3 separate regions of the Mus musculus genome follow, and regions 1 and 3 are each linked to region 2. A link is a contact called in public Hi-C data. All regions are on one chromosome and are shown on one strand. Each heading gives the region's core, a stretch centred on a gene start, on an enhancer-like site or on the middle of the called end of the contact. The rest is flanking DNA. Distances are from core to core; before and after follow the strand shown. Region 1 overlaps Arid1b (AT rich interactive domain 1B (SWI-like)). Region 2 has its middle 14 kb from the start of Gm34507. Region 3 overlaps Arid1b (AT rich interactive domain 1B (SWI-like)).

Region 1 (2,700 bases), core at 167-2,666, 170 kb before region 2:
TGGGCATTATAATAATCATACCTTAAAATTTTATGAGACTACACATCTACATCTAATAGAGAAAAGGAATCGAAACTGTAGCCTGCACACTTTTACTAACCCATAAGTTATTTTAAAACACATATTTAACATATTCAAGCTAGGTGCCTAATGGTTGTTTCACAGGTTTTTACTTGACATAAGAAAAATACAGAGCAACTGGGCATATTGAAATAATTATGACTTCTATTCAAATAAAAAAGCAAGTCTCTAAGCTAGGTCACAGTGTGTATAGAAGCAACATCTTTTTTCCTTGAATTCTGTCTCTAGGTATTTATCTTAAAGAAAAAAAATGAACCAACTAAGCAAACATTTGCACAGCTGGGCGTTTAATTCTGCGTGTTGGAAATGCAGAAATCCAACTGTCCAACATCAGCAGACTCACTGCAGGGAGACGGAGTCAAAACCTGACAGAGCCACTAAGCACACTGGTTCCCACGACAGACGTCATAAGGAGCCCTGTCCATGCACCTGACCCGGGACTTAGGGAAACAAGCTTCCAAGAACTAAATCATGCTGTTTTAATACGAAAGTGTGGAGGTGCATACAGACAACGAATTACTTATCTACAATCTCTTATCAAACCCGTAGCCTGTAAAAACCTTTTTCATGGCCCTAGAAAAAAATGCAATTCATTTCTGATTATTTACAACTGCTGTCTGCTAAGAGTCAACAACAACAACAAAAACCCAAACACTGTAGCAATTTACCTTTAATAGCAGAAATCATTGCAATCTGTTTTTCATTAGATTTAGGTCCTTCCAGGTAAAATCTACACAATTGAAAAAAAACCCACAGGAAAACAAAACAAAACAAAAAAACTTAAGTTCCACTCAGCTGAGGCTAATTCTGCTAGCTTTTAAATTCACAGAATATTTCCCATGCAAGAGAAAAACAGCAAGACATTCAGCACGTCAGCTGATGCAGGGCTGAAGCAGCTGAGGGGGTGCTGAGGCCAACAAGCCCACCCTAAAGGAGGCTGCAGGAAGGCAAGGGCCTTCACCTGGGCAAGTGTTTCCTTCCAAGCGGTTTAATCCAACCCCAACTGAGAAGACTCAAGGACACAGGTGCTTTTTTTTCCTCTATGTTTTTATTTAAAAGAGGGAGGGAGAGAGAGCCCGCTCCTGTCCCAAACTCAGCTAAAGAGAAACTACTCCAGAGCTTCCTCCAACTAGTTCTTTATACTTGAAAATAAGCCATCAACAAACAAGCACTGTGTTCAGCATGCACGCTGCACACATGCACGCAAGTCAAGTTTGTTCCACCTTACTCCACCTCTCTTCAAGAACAGAACCACCACACAAGCACACACGCACAGAGGTGGGGGTGGGGCGCGGCGGCAAGTGAGCTGGGGCTAAGAAAGAGTTGGCAACGCACTCCAGGGCTCCAGGATCATTGCAGGGTCAAAGGACGGCCTTGCCTTTGATCCAGAAGGCGGAGGTGCGCTGGAGCTCAAAGGTGCCTCAGGCCCCTGTAGACCCCGTCCCCTCTTCTGCCCCCTCTTCCATCCCCTCTTCTGTGCCCTGGTTCCCAGCACGTTCACCTTACACCACAAACACTGCTGCTTATTCAGACTCAAAAACAAACACGTTTTTTAGAATGATTTAGCAAACCAGCACCCTTCTACCCCCCACCAAGAAATTTAGGCTTTTCATTGTAGTAACATAGATTTACATTTTGATTTGTGAAACAATGAAAAGTTCTTTTGTTACAGCAGCTTTTTTGTTTTTTTGGTTTTTCGAGACAGGGTTTCTAGAGACAGGGTTTCTCGGTATAGCCCTGGCTGTCCTGGAACTCACTCTGTAGACCAGGCTGGCCTCAAACTCAGAAATCTGCCTGCCTCTGCCTCCCAAGTGCTGGGCTTAAAGGCGTGTGCCACCGGCTACAACAGCCTTTTTTAATGGCAAATTTGTTAGTAAACTTTAGGCGCACTCAATAGAAGGTTTTCAGATAAAAACAGGAAAGAGCAGGTGTCATTCTATTGCTTGGTTTCTTTATGTTCTTCCTGGCCAACAGAATCTCTCAGAGCTTCCTCTAGGTCCAACTGCTTCCTCCTTAGCAGATCACAGACCAGTGCTCTTCAGAGCGAATGTTCTTTATGGCTGTGGGAACTAAACAATAGTGCCTCTGGTAACCTCGATTTCCAGGAGTCAGGGATGTGTCCAGAGCAGCCTTTATTTACTCTCATTAAGTAAATGATCAGTTCATGGATGACTCTGTTATCCATGAACTGATTTAGATTCTTACACTCATTTGTATTTCCAGTCTATGCTACCTCTTTAGGACAGTGATTCTACAACATTGTTATCCATTTTACAAAGTGGTGAACCTTCTAATTTTCATAAAATTAACTCTGTCAAGCTTCATGGAGTGTGCCCTAACTCTCATGCAACTTAAGATTAATAAATGTATGGTCAAACAAGAAAGGCCAATGCCTTTCCTTAGCTGAGCAGACTCCTGCTCTCTCCAGCCCTGTCTCCTGACTGACAAGTGCTTCCAGTGGGCCAGTCTGTACAGCTGCTAAATAGCATGAACGACTCCAAAGCAAAAGTGGGGTGACCTCCTTGTTACCTTTAAAGAGCCCTCCACCAACATTCTAGTCTCTCCGCTACCACCCCAGTGTGCAAGGTCCACCTTCTGCTGAAGGTCAGCCAATTTACC
Region 2 (2,786 bases), core at 113-2,612:
GCTCGCTCGTCCCTGTAACCCATTGTTTGCTCTTCTTTCTCCTTGCCCTTCTTTCTCTAACACTTTAGCATTCCTAACACTCCTTAGATACTCCTACTTAAGTTTCTTTCTTTTTTTTTTTTTTACATGTGGAATTGCCCATTTTCTTTTTCAATCCATCTGTGTTGTAAGGGAAGAGACTGCAGTGGGCAAATGGGAACGTCTGTTTGATTTGGGTGAGTGGAAAGAATGACTTCTTATTGCCTGCAGAACCTGTGACACTGTCTACATAATGGTGGCTTTCAGGGGCAGTTTCTCCCTGGCCATGGAGGACACCTTGGGAATGATTCATGGTTTGCACAATGACTTTCCTGTAGCTAAATCAGGAAGACATGGGTTTACCGAGGAGTGAGTCCTGAATAGGAATGAGAGGCCAGACCTCACAGAAGGCAACAGGCACCTCCTTCTACTACAGGCACTTGGGGCAGAGGCTATGGAACAGCTGCTGGCCGAGAGGGAAGTCCCAAAGGCAAAGGAAACTAAGTACACTCTGTGTGACCCAAGGCCAGGGAGAAGCAACAGGACAGGACTTCTCTCTGTGGGGAAAGAGATGAGGAACTGATCACATGTAGTCAGGCGAAGGGGGTTCACTTGTGAACAATGGATTAGGGGTGGAGCTTTACACAGGTAGCTTTACAGAAGAGGAGTGAGTGGGAGACAGGAAAGGCAGGGATCAGTCATTCGTCCAAAACCACGAGCAATTTGCCGACTCAAGGCACAGAAAGTGGAAAAACAGAGTCTGAAATTATAATAAAGCTATGCTGTGTAATTATGTAAAGTATGTGTCCCGGGGAAGCACTGCAAGCCCATAGCTTGAGAACAGTCGCTGGGATGAGATCATCACAGGTATGCTGCCTGTTTTCCATTGCTACGTTGTGTGGTGTGAACATGGGGAGGGGTCGGGAGACATTAAATCTAGAGCTGAGTAGTTGCCCAAGGGGTTAGGAGGCCTTTGTCTCTATTTCATAGGGCCATCACTGCTGGGAACTTAACCTCTGCAGAGTCCCTGCACAGACAGTGGGAACAAATATTTACCCTGCTCTGCTGGGGGTAGGGAAGGCGTTTGGGGAATCAGGAAGTATTGCAGGATATGTGTGAGGTCTTATCGTTGGGATGTTGTAAGATGGAGAGTATGGGAAGAAAAAGATTCCAGAACTCTGAACTTTACCCTGAATCTTAACAGTTTAACAGCCATGGTGGAAACTGGGGGGATGTACTCTATTGAAATAACAAGCATCTTCACTAGGCACCTATGACTAGTTTCACTCACCGGGATTTTCCCTGTGCTATCCAGAACACTCTGGTTTTCCTCTACTGACCGGGAAGCTCCCTCTTATCATCTTGTGTTTATTTCTGAACTCTATTTCGTAACTCACCACCCTGGTTGAATGATTGTAGATCGACAATACTTTTTTTTAAATAATTATTTTATTTTGCATGTATGTATATTACCTAAAGGCATGCATGTGTCACCAGGTATGTGCAGTAGAAGACAAGGTCAGAAGAGGCAGCAGGGCCTCCAGAATGAGAATTTCAGGTGGCCGTGAGCCACCATGTGGGTGCTGGGAATCAAACTGCTTCCTCTGTGAGAGTAGAGGGTGCACTTAACCTCCACTGCCTCTGTCCATCCTTAGCTGATGGTATTTTAATTCTAGTTGGGAAACTTTCTATAGGTATTGCTTTTTCAGAAGTAGAACCCAGGGCAAGCAAATCGGCTCCGCAGGTAAGAGCGCTTGCTGCAGAAGCCGCATGTCTGCCTTCCACCCCAAGGACACACTCACAGAAGGGAAGGACTGAGTCTTGAATGTTGTGCACTGATCTCCACACAACTCTGTGTACACACATTGCCCCCCCCCCAACTACTAATGATAAATGAAATCAAATTAAAAAGTGAAGGAAATAGGAGAGAGGCAGCTCTGAAGGAGACAACCAAGCTTTGGAGCTGGTCACCCGCCAAGGGCACACGGCGCACTGCTGGAGAGACGTGGGCTGGAATGAGACCCAAGACCAAGGTACTTAGTTCACATTCCAGTTCTCTAGTTCCTATCCGAGGGAGCCAAAGTGCAGTCCCCTGACCTTCAACCTCTTTGCCTGTCTAAGCTGAGGAGGGTGTTGGCTACCTCCAAGTGTTAAGGTGTGGATTATGCTCCCAAACACGAGTTTCTCTATCACCAGGCCTGATGTCTAGCTACTGCCCACTGGCTGCTCCCGCCCCCCCCCCTTTTGAAATGCTGAGGATTGAATGCAGAGCCTCACAAAAAACTAGGCAAGCACTCTACCCAGGGGCTGACCCTTTAGTGACTGAGTGATGTCTCCAACCATCTTCGTCTAGGGAGTGCTCCATTGATAGCCAGACCCCCGCCCTCCTCCTGCTCTTCTGAATGCATTTCTAGTGAAAAGCACAGAGCTCCTCTTTCCTAGACTTTCTTTCATCTATAAAATAGGAAAAAGAGCAAAGACTAACAACAACTGCTATACAACACTTAATGAGCTTGTTTGGCCAAACAGATACAAGGAGGGGAAACAGGCTGTTTAACGGTGCATATGTATGACCCTTCCTGAATATGGCAAAGCAGGAGATACACTGGTCATAAGACCCACAAAGGTGCTGTCACTTTGTGGCCAAAGAAAAGGATGTCAAATGGCAATAACATCTCATGGCACACAGAGGTCCAAGGGGGGCACCCACCAGGCCTTGAGGAGATCAGAGGTGGTGCAGAGAAAGGAGATGTTGTGATGACTGAATG
Region 3 (2,700 bases), core at 189-2,688, 220 kb before region 2:
ACTTCACTCTTAAGATTTAAAGCTTAGTCGTTTAACTTAGTTCCATGTGAGACTGTGAAGGATCAAGCAGATAATGGGTTAAGTCCGAAAACTAAAGGAGCAACAGAGCAAATCTGACTCTGTGTTTAAAAAGCCTATAAAATGTTACAAGCAAAACAGGAGAAGCCCGTGTTAATAATGCATAAACCAAAAGAGAGGGGGAAGCTACCCATTTAACGGAATAATGCTTTTATCCTTGCAGTTAAAACGAAATAAACCATGACTATTAATCTAGTAAGACCATGTAAAAATGTAATTTTTAAACATTTACTAAAAGGGTAGACTTCAGTAACAGCTCTAAAAAGCAAGGCCTTGTGTACAGCAGCGTTTAAATGCTAAGCACCAATCTCCTGTCTGCCTAGGCCATTACCCACCCTGTCACCATGGCAACGCTAACAGTATGCCTGACTTCAAAGACAAAGATGTAATTTCAGACTTCCAGCAGCCAGAGGGAGTGGTAAGAATATTCTACCCAGGCAGTGTCAGCTGATGATAAATTATAAAAATACCCAGGAACGTTATGAAGCGGACTGTACCACGGTCTCATATTCCTGGGGGAAGACTTGCCTTAGTCAAGCAACACCAGGGGATGCTGGGAGTAAAACCAAAAGTAAACAGGAAGGAACCTCAATAGCATGACACAGACTTCTTGCTTCTTCCTTGCTCCCAGGAGAAAATGCAAATAGTTTCTTCCACCATGGTTTTCTCAGACAGAGTAGGAGTGACTAAGGGTCTGCATGTTTGTTCAGAGGACTTGCAAAACCACCCCCATGACTGCTAAACTGAATGCTTATGACTGTTTCACAGGAGCTGGGCCCACGTCCTCCTGCACTGAGCTTGGAAGGACACCTGCCTGCCGCCCCCCCCCCCCCGCCCCGCCCCGGCTTTTCTTACAACCACCAATCACAGATGTGTAAGTTGTGAGCTTCTTAAAAACACTGCAAATGAGTAAGGCTGCCCAGCAGTAACACAGCTGATCAAGATCTCAGAGTTGAAAACTCACCAAGTTCTGGACAAGTGTGGTTGTGGAAATTCAGGAGACTCTTGCTGGAGTTAATGTCATCCTGAAAAGTTTTATATATATGATTTTCTTCTACTTGAAGTTAGGAACAAGATAATGAAGGTAGGCCACAAACAAAGACAGATCAATTATTATATTACTGTCTGCAGGAATAAACACAATGTAGCGTGAACTCACTTTCTGCTGACTAGTTATAAGCCTAAGAGTTAGTTTCTTATAGAAGCAGGAACGGCAGAGTCACCCCTTTCATGGACCTGAGAGGCAGCCCAAGCTTCCTACCCAGGAGAAGGAGAGACAGTTTCACATCAGGGCTGCTGTCCTTTGTCCCTGCTGGCTCCTTGGCAGGCACCCAGACCCTCTCTTTACAGGGTCAAGAGCTGTGACTAAAGTCTACCTGGAGGCCCAAGCTGCTTCCCCTGACCTCTCCTGGGGTGGAGACAGAGGAGTCAGGCCAGCAAGTCCCTCCTCAGGAAGTGCTGGACAGACAGACAGACAGACAGGCCTCCTGTTCTCAGAAGCTCACACCTGACAGTGAGCCCGAGTCTAGAGGTTCATGAGAGACTGAATTCACATCTCACCAGTGGGTGACATGCACCAGACGGTGGCCGCAAGTCACCAGAACAGGGCCAGCACCCAAAGTCCCAGCCATCACATTCCCCCCCAATTTCATAACTAATGGAAAAGCCAATTTCTCCCATGAAAACACAAACCCGAAGTTTCAAATGACAAAGGAAAACGTCACCTGCACACCTATCTCAAAAGAAAAAGATTATAAAACTACTTGCAATTTAGCTATGTTATTAAGTTTTATATTGAGTTTTTATTCTGCTACATGCTTATGATTAAGGGAACTATTTTAAAAGTTTCCATGAAATATAAAAATGGGCTCAATAAACCACTCCTTTGAACACAATTGCTAGATTTATAATTTTGACAGTTAAACAAGTCAATCGAGTTCTAGAAAACCCTTCAACTGTCCATCACGTGGGCGGGACTTCAACTGTCCATCACGTGGGCGGGACTTCAACTGTCCATCACGTGGGCGGGACTTAAGGCCTCACTCAGGACCCTGTCCACTCACGTGGGCCGGAAGGTCTCATTCAAGACCCCTATAAGCTTCCAAATAATATGGGATCACGGCTCTTACTGCACAGAACAGGCCTCTATTTCCATATCAGTTTCATTATTTTCTCAGGATCATTTTATGTTTCTTTATAGAACATTTCCTTCTACAAAATCATAGAAGGTGAAGTTCCCTAAGATATAACGAATTTTGCCTTTATATTAAAAATTATATAACCTTGAATTTCTCTCTTTACCATGGTAGCTGGGACGCAGCCTTAAACTGGACCTCCATTTGCGGTCACATCATTATCCGGGCTCGTTTGTTTTTCCATCCTACCCCACCCCCAACAAATTGTAATGTCTTAGAACAGCTTTTCTTTACATAGGAATGTGTGACTTTAGGTCAACTCAAGTCCTTCCAGAAGCACAGCCTGAATACAAACCTCACAGGAGACCCGGTCCTTTGTCACAGCAAGCTTCTTGCCATTAAAGGTGCCCACTGATCCATACAAAATAAACACATTTCTTTCTAATTCTCAAGCAAAAAGCAGTAACGGACAGCTGCAAGAAAATTC

Evidence for each region. A called contact is a pair of places that touch in the nucleus more often than the background predicts.
Region 1: a contact with region 2 is called in a Hi-C map of liver, with 2.3 times the contacts expected there. The contact joins two enhancer-like sites. A contact is called at or near these places in 3 of 484 Hi-C or Micro-C datasets (cerebellum and liver) and 1 of 115 datasets of contacts at active chromatin or transcription factors (pancreatic cancer cells).
Region 3: a Hi-C map of liver shows a contact between it and region 2, with 2.4 times the contacts expected there. The contact joins two enhancer-like sites. A contact is called at or near these places in 3 of 484 Hi-C or Micro-C datasets (CD4 T cells, adipose-derived mesenchymal stem cells and liver) and 1 of 115 datasets of contacts at active chromatin or transcription factors (pancreatic cancer cells).

The regions. Positions count from the first base shown.
Region 1 is chr17:5,088,392-5,091,091 of GRCm38.p6, reverse strand. All of the region lies in intron 2 of Arid1b (AT rich interactive domain 1B (SWI-like)), which reads right to left. Among named protein-coding and RNA genes, the nearest start is that of Arid1b, 95 kb to the right of the region's middle. Within about 2 kb of position 1,416, at least 66 of the 459 cell types and tissues checked have an H3K27ac peak or open chromatin away from gene starts, as enhancers often do. A contact at or near this core is called in liver, where this site is marked.
Region 2 is chr17:4,920,602-4,923,387 of GRCm38.p6, reverse strand. No RefSeq gene overlaps it. Among named protein-coding and RNA genes, the nearest start is that of Gm34507, 14 kb to the right of the region's middle. Within about 2 kb of position 1,362, at least 23 of the 459 cell types and tissues checked have an H3K27ac peak or open chromatin away from gene starts, as enhancers often do. A contact at or near this core is called in liver, where this site is marked.
Region 3 is chr17:5,136,854-5,139,553 of GRCm38.p6, reverse strand. The region is part of intron 4 of Arid1b (AT rich interactive domain 1B (SWI-like)); the gene reads right to left. Among named protein-coding and RNA genes, the nearest start is that of Gm34854, 86 kb to the left of the region's middle. Within about 2 kb of position 1,438, at least 239 of the 459 cell types and tissues checked have an H3K27ac peak or open chromatin away from gene starts, as enhancers often do. A contact at or near this core is called in liver, where this site is marked.